2 separate regions of the Pan troglodytes genome follow, and region 1 is linked to region 2. Evidence: chromatin contacts called from public HiChIP or PLAC-seq data. All regions are on one chromosome and are shown on one strand. The core of a region is the stretch at or near the end of the contact, and the rest is flanking DNA. Distances in the headings are between cores, read along the strand shown. Region 1 holds the start of ATP6V1C1 (ATPase H+ transporting V1 subunit C1). Region 2 holds the start of AZIN1 (antizyme inhibitor 1).

Region 1 (3,336 bases), core at 479-2,978, 150 kb after region 2:
CAAGTGGGTGGATCACTTGACCTCAGGACTTGGAGACCAGCTTGGCCAACATGAGGAAAACCCGTCTCTACTAAAAATACAAAAATTAGTTGGGTGTGATGGTGCACGCCTGTAGTCCCAGCTACTTAGGAGGGCAAGGCACAAGAATCGCTTGAACCCGGGAGGTGGAGTTTGCAGTGAGCTGAGATCGCACCACTGCTCTCCAACCTGGGCGACAGGGCGAGACTCCATCTCAAAAAAACCCCCAAAACTAAAAAAAAACCCCAAAACATTGGAAAGTTGCGCGAGGTATAATTCAGTTTAGAAATTAAGAATCCAAGACAAAAAGTCTGCCTCAGGACCACACACAAGCACGAAGAAACCAAGATAGTTCAAGCATAGACCTTAAAACTGCACTGTCTAAAGCTGTTGTCACTGGTCTCGTGTGGCTATTTAAATTTTAATTAAAGTGAAATAAATTTTAAAATTCAGTTACTAAGTCACACTAACCATATTTCAAGTGCTCAATGGCTCCATGTAGCTAGTGGGTACTGTACAGACAGCACAGGATAACATTTGCATCATGGCAGAAAGTTTTAGTGGACCTAACCAAAAAAAAAAAAATGCCTTTAGGCTCATTTCGTGATGGCAGATAAAAGCCTCTGGAATTCTGATAAGTTGCTGAAGCCATGTTATAGAACTGGTTATTGTAATTGCGTGAACTTCATCCAAAACTGGTGAAAGCGTCAGGTTGGGGATAGTCTGGTGGTTGTTACTTTCTGTCCAACCTAATACTGAGGCTCTGAGAAATTCTGTGGTGAATTTCTGTAGGGGGACACAGCAGAAAAGGCATAGTATAGGTCAGAAAACCTGGGTCCTATAATACATAGTAATAATGACGACCATTTACTGGTTGTTTCCTATGTACCAGGCACTGTGCTAACCACAGGCTTCATTTAATCCTCACAATACCTGTGTAAGGTATTATTACCACCACTTTGCATGTGAACAGGCTGAAATTCAGAGGAGTAAAGTCACACAACTAGTAAGTAGGAGAGCCTGGATTCAACACCTGGTATCTATTCCCTTGCGCTGAACAACTCCGTGCCCTCACTTTCTTCATCTGTAGATCTAAAAGGATTAAATTAGAACATCTCAAAATTTCTACTACTTCTAAAACTCTGTGTTCTAAATTAGGACATTACTATCTATCTCCCCAAGCTAATGAAATAAGCAGGGTTCCTGGGAGGAGCTTGTTACCTATTTTTCTCCAAAGGAGATGCCTTCCCCTGTCTATGCCTCTGTCCTAAAACCTTTGGTTTCCCACTATCTAATGTGGTTTCAACTATTTATGAGGCGCTTTCGTGGCAAGGAGTGATTCTCTCCAGTAGGCAATCCTAAGAACGAGCGCAGTGCTTGGCGCACAGTAAATGCTCCATGGACCATTTATGAAATTAAGTCTAAGTGGACTTCAGGAAAATGTGAATCTGCTAAAATGAACTACTAGCCAGTATACTAGGTAGAAAACCTAGCTGACGAAGAAAACCCCAAGTGGAGAAGCCCTTGTAGGGGGCTGGAGACAATTTCTGACCCGCAGAAACCTGAAGTGGCGCTGACGTTTACAAGTGGTGGACAAAACGCCACTTGCAACACTGGAAGAAGCGGAAAACCCCACCCACTCTGGAACAACAGCAATCAGCCCCGAATCTAGGGGCCCCTTGCCGCCCCGTAGCCTCCTAGTCCCGCCCCTCTCCCAAGGCCCGGCAGTGGCAGCGGCTGCGGCTGCGCAGTGGCGCGGGCGTAGGCGGAGCAGCGCGCGCCGCGGTCAGCTGACTGCTGGGCTGGCACGTGACTTGTTCTGTGTTCGCTTGGGTAGAGGAAGCCGTGAGGCCGGAGCTTAGGTCGGGAAGGGATGGAGCGCTGAGCCGATAGCGTCCGCTAGGCTGCCTGCCTCCGTACTTGTTACTGCTGCTACTTCCTCGTTTGACACCTTCCTGGGTCAGTGAGCGATGGCTCTCCCCGGATGGGGAGTCCTGGTCAGGCCGAAGCTTGCGCCGCGGTCGCTGCCTGGGAGGGACGGGGGTGGGTGCGGGGGCAGAGACCGTGGCGTTGGAGCTGGAGCTGGCTGGGTGGCTGTGTCTGCTTTCTCGGCGCCAATTCACCGTCTTGGGCCTAGGTTCCGTCTCTAAGGAAGAGAAGGAGGGAAAAAGAGAAAGAGCTCTCGTGGGTAGTTAATGACAGGCAGAAAGGAGAGATACAGCGGTCTGGGATCTTTCTTCTTGGGTAGGAATGCACGCCGCCTGACTGATTGAGGGGAATGAAGTGACAGGTCCAGGTGAGGCTATGGAGTGGTGTGTGTGAGGTCACAGCTAGCGCAAGTGCCTTCACTGGGTGTGTGTTGGGGGGGGGCGCGGGTGTCGGGGGGTCGGGGGTGGTGGGATGACAGTTTAAAGGCCTAGGAGCCCCTAACTGCAGGCAAGGAACCCTCACAGAGTACACAAGGTCCCTCTAGGAATGAGAAAGAACAGGAATCCAGAGAACTCAACTATTTTTTAGTAGAATGGGGGAGGGTAGGCAAACAAAACAAAACAAAACAAACCCCTAGAAAAGAACTTGGTGAGAGTCACATAAGGCATATTGAATCACTTGAGAAATAGGAGTAAGGGGGAAGCTAGTATTCTTTTCAGAGGAAAATTCTGGTATGTTAGGGAAAAATCACATGCTTCAGTGCGAGCCCAGTACTTAGCACCGCTCTGGGAATGGAACGGGTGGGATGTGAACAGTCTATCCTTAGGAGTTAGCACTAATGTTGGAGAGAAAAGTCTACACACAGGACACGTTAAAATACGATGTAGTTTATGTATAATTACCAAAAAGAGAATGCGAAGTGCTTTGAAAGTGTGGAGCAACGACACGTGTAAACTGGCACTATGGGAAGATATTCTGGAGGAAAGAAAACTTGAGTCTTGGCAAGCCCTCAGGATTTGAACAGGTTGAGAGAAATGGGGATAATTTTACAGGCAGGGAAAGCCACAGGATTTGAAAGCCTGAAGATGGGGGTAGGGAATGCTTCTGGTGGAGTCAGAAGTAGCTTTTATAGTGGATTGCACTGCGGAGAAGTGGGAAAGAAAGTTGGGAGTCAGGTAACGAGGACTTTTGAATGGTAGTCGTTTACTTATTCATGCAAATAATGTGTATTGAATACATGCTATATGCAGGTACAGTGCTGATGGTAGGGTTTAGAAAATTGTCTTTATAGAGCTTACAGGCAAGCAGAGGGGATGGATTTTAAAAATCAAGCAAGCGTGAAATGTGCTTTGAAGGAATAACAGTGGTATGAAAGAGTGTAGTAGGGGC
Region 2 (3,545 bases), core at 881-3,380:
GGGAGACGATTTGAAAGGACAAGAAAAAACTTTTGAGGGTGATGGCGATGTTCTACATCTGGACAAAAGGTTTAGGTTACACAGCTGTATTTTTGTCAAAGTTCATCAAATCGCATACTTAAGACTTGTGGGTTTATACTGATGTGAATTTTACCCTCTAAGATTTAAAAAATAGTAAGCGGTACTGAGCTCTATTTAATATGCACATACTAAAGTTGGAGGGGTCTCCAACTTTACTTTGAAATGCATCGACAAATAAGGCAAAATGTTAATTACAGAATCTAGGTGGAAGTATAACTCTTTTTCACCTTCTGTTTGAAAATGTATGTAATAAAACCTTGGGGGAGAAAGGCACTGACTACTCGACCTCACTTATCACCACCGATAATCATTTTCTTTTGGAGTCTTTCCTAAACTCCTTGGGGCTTATTTCTAATCATGATCAGCATCTGCACGCTCTCGTATATGTAAAAGAAATTAATGAATTATGAGGGCCTTTCTAGACAATCATGAGCCATGTTTCTGCCAACCCTTGCTGTATTTGATGTGCTTTGATGTACTTCTACTTTGTGCTTTGATGTACCTCTACATCAACCTTCGCTGAGCACAAGGCAATTCCCCCTCCTTTGAGTCCTTAGATTCCCACCCAGTCTGGGAATTCACGATAGAAACACGACGGGACACAGAACTAATATAACCAAGATGCCACCACAAAATTCAGTTAAATGTGCTGAAACATGAGGCGGTAAACTGTGTCCCCGACTGTTTCGGATTTCTGAACCAGCAGCTTTGTCTACGAAACACACATTCAGGATACCGTGTAAGGGTTAGAACATGTTACCACCACCAACTGTTGGCAGTCAAGACAGTAGTTGATAAGCCACCCGTCTACCAATCTCCCTCTTTCTGCCTAGGAACCATGGCGCGGACGGAAAAACGAAGCCATGGTGACTAATCCTCAGGCTCCAGGAGGTGACTGGGGTGAGTGAAGGCGACTTGACCCAATCAGGAGCGCCGCAGGGGCGGAGCAGCAGCCTCGAGGCTTCCAGAAGGGGCCAAAGGCCTCTCGCTGGCTACCTGACACCGGGGCTTCCCCGCCGCCAGGCCCCAAGTGGCGTCAACTTTCCTCCACCAGAGGGGGACCGCGCTCCCCGCGCCCCCCAGGAATCCGACTTCCTCCGCAGCTGTCACCAGAGGCCGGCGCGGGGCCCGCCCCGCTCCATTCATAACCAGGACCCCAGCCGTTGCAGCCCACAGCGCCGCCCGCCCGCCGGGCTTCGGGAGGCAAAGGTGGCGGCGGCGCACCGCGGGGTAGGGGCTGCGGGACCCCGGCCCCTCAGGGCTGCGGCCGGGCCCCCTCCCCGGAAACAGCAATGCACCACGGGAGAGGGGTGGGGGCCGCACGCCGCCAGGAGGGGACGGCGACCCCCGGCGGCGAGACCCCCGCGCGCTCCCCCACTGGCACACGCCCCCTCGCCCCAACTGCTGTGGCTCCGGCTCCGCCAAGCGTCCAGCAGCCGCCCGAAGGTCCCGAGGCGCGGCCCGCCGCCCAGCCCCGCCGCCGCCGCCGCCGGGGGCACAGACAGCCGCCACACATGCCGCCGCCGCCATGTTCGAGGCGGCCGGCCGCGGGGCGCTGCGGGGACGTCTTAAGGGCGGCGGGGCCCAGCCGGAGCCCCCCAGCCGCCCCCCAAGGCCAGCCCCGCGTCCTGGCCCCTCCCGCGCTCCTCGGCTCGGTACTCACGTGAGATAACGGCCCAAAGAGTCGGGTAAAGCGTCTTCTCTTTTTCGGCGGAATTTTTAAAGAGGGATGTGGTTACCTTGAGCAGAAATACCCAAGGCGGCCTGGGCCATAGGCTGCGGGAACGACTTGGGGGTAAAAGCGCGGCACCGACACCAGCTGTGTGCAGCAGTGGCGGCGGCGGCCGAAGGAGAAATAGAACAGCGCAGGCAAAAGAAGAAAGGCGCGGGCTGGGTGGGAAGAGGATTCGGACTCGTCACACTGCAGAGCAGCAGAGCGAGAAAGGATGAGAAGAGGCAGAGAAGGCGACGGCAGAAGAAAAAAGGAAAAACTGCGGCCGCGATCAGAGCCTGAAAGTGTGAGAAGGCGGCGCCAGCGACGCCAGTATTTATATTAGGGGGCGTGGCCTGGTGACATCACAGCTGGCCGGGCAGCCGCGCGAGCGGGGCGGAGCCCGGTTGCAGCCCGGAGAAAAGGGAGGGGGACGGAAGAGGAAGGAGGACTGAGCCCGGGAGAGAGAGGGGAGGGGTCGGCGCGCGACCGGGTCATGCAGGTGCAGACTGGCCGGTCGCTTCCCGCCCTCCAGCCACCCGCAGCTCCCCGGCAGGCGAAGGGCGGCCGCGCGGGTGTGGGCCGGGAGAAGGAGGCGGCTCGGCTGGAGCGCGCCGTCCGCCCGACCCCCGCCGCCTCTCGGGCGCCTGCGCTCACGCTGCGGGGCCCGGCGCATTGTGAGCCGGGTCGAGCTCCACGCTGGCAGCGTCTGAGAGCTGTCCTGGGCCGGAGGTGGCGCGAACCCTGTGCGGCCTAGAGTGGGCCTGGGGTAAGCCTGTCGGCGCCGCTGCCGAGCCTTCGCGTCCAGCTCCCTCCGCTTTGTGAGGCCTGTAGTTTACCCTGGGGAGTGTCCTCCCGGGCTGAGGCGCCCGCCCTCGGTGATGCGGTACTCATTTAGGGAAGCGAGTTCCTCGTGGCCAGAAAGGACCGGCCCAGTGTCCGGGTGTTAAAAAGGGTTGTGACCACGTGAAAATGTCCTCAGTGCTCGAACGTTGCAATACGGTGCAGTGGAAATTTTTTAAAGGAATATGGCTTTTATGTCTTCATTTTTAAAAGGATTGGTGGAGTCAGTCCCAAGCAGGACCCGCGTTGGAGAGGGGATTACTGATGTTACAAGCGCACATTACTTCAATCCCCTAGGTCTCATTTTCGCGGTCGTTTTAATTTTTCTACTCCACAACAGACTTTTTTACTAGGGGTTCTAAGATTACCTACATAGCTTTTAATTTATTTTCATCTTTTTTAGATGCCTCAGCACTAATGATCATGATCAGAGACCCCGAGTTCTCTCGTGCTGCTACGCTTCGCAACACATAGCACAAATGGAATATGTGTTGACACACCCCTCTAAAGTTAAGATCTTTGATATTAAGACCCTGACTTTTTTCCCTTTCATTCTTCCGAACCCTCTGTGTACTTTGAGCAGCACTGTGGTTGATTAATAAATCATCAAATGTGAAAGGAAGAAAGCGACCTTCCTGTGTGGAAAAGCAGGATATCTTGCGAGGCTGTATGAGAGAGTATTCGGTAGAATCAGGAGCTGTGGACGCATTCCTGATTTTGTTTTTCCTTATTTTGCTCGGCTATATCTTGGCTCTGTCTTTTATTTCTTCAAAGTTCTGTTCTATTCAGAACATTTGAAAGCACAGCCATTCACTAGACCCTCTCTGGTGGAGGAAGAAAAACTAGAGATGAATACAGTATTTGAAACCTTGCTTACAATCTAGCAGGGGAAATAAGACAGCAATACAAA

What was found. HiChIP or PLAC-seq counts read pairs in DNA pulled down with a chosen protein or histone mark.
Region 1: a contact with region 2 is called in an H3K4me3 HiChIP or PLAC-seq map of stem cell-derived excitatory neurons, with 5 times the contacts expected there. The contact joins the promoter of ATP6V1C1 here to the promoter of AZIN1 in region 2. A contact is called at or near these places in 2 of 7 Hi-C or Micro-C datasets (blood and stem cell-derived neural progenitor cells) and 1 of 1 datasets of contacts at active chromatin or transcription factors (stem cell-derived excitatory neurons).

What each region holds. Positions count from the first base shown.
Region 1 is chr7:113,274,909-113,278,244 of NHGRI_mPanTro3-v2.0_pri, forward strand. ATP6V1C1 (ATPase H+ transporting V1 subunit C1) reads left to right here and starts at 1,729. Exons shown (of 13, transcript XM_001155312.6): 1 at 1,729-1,977.
Region 2 is chr7:113,119,894-113,123,438 of NHGRI_mPanTro3-v2.0_pri, forward strand. AZIN1 (antizyme inhibitor 1) reads right to left here and starts at 2,131. Exons shown (of 12, transcript NM_001301719.1): 1 at 1,745-2,131. It also overlaps the pseudogene LOC104007709.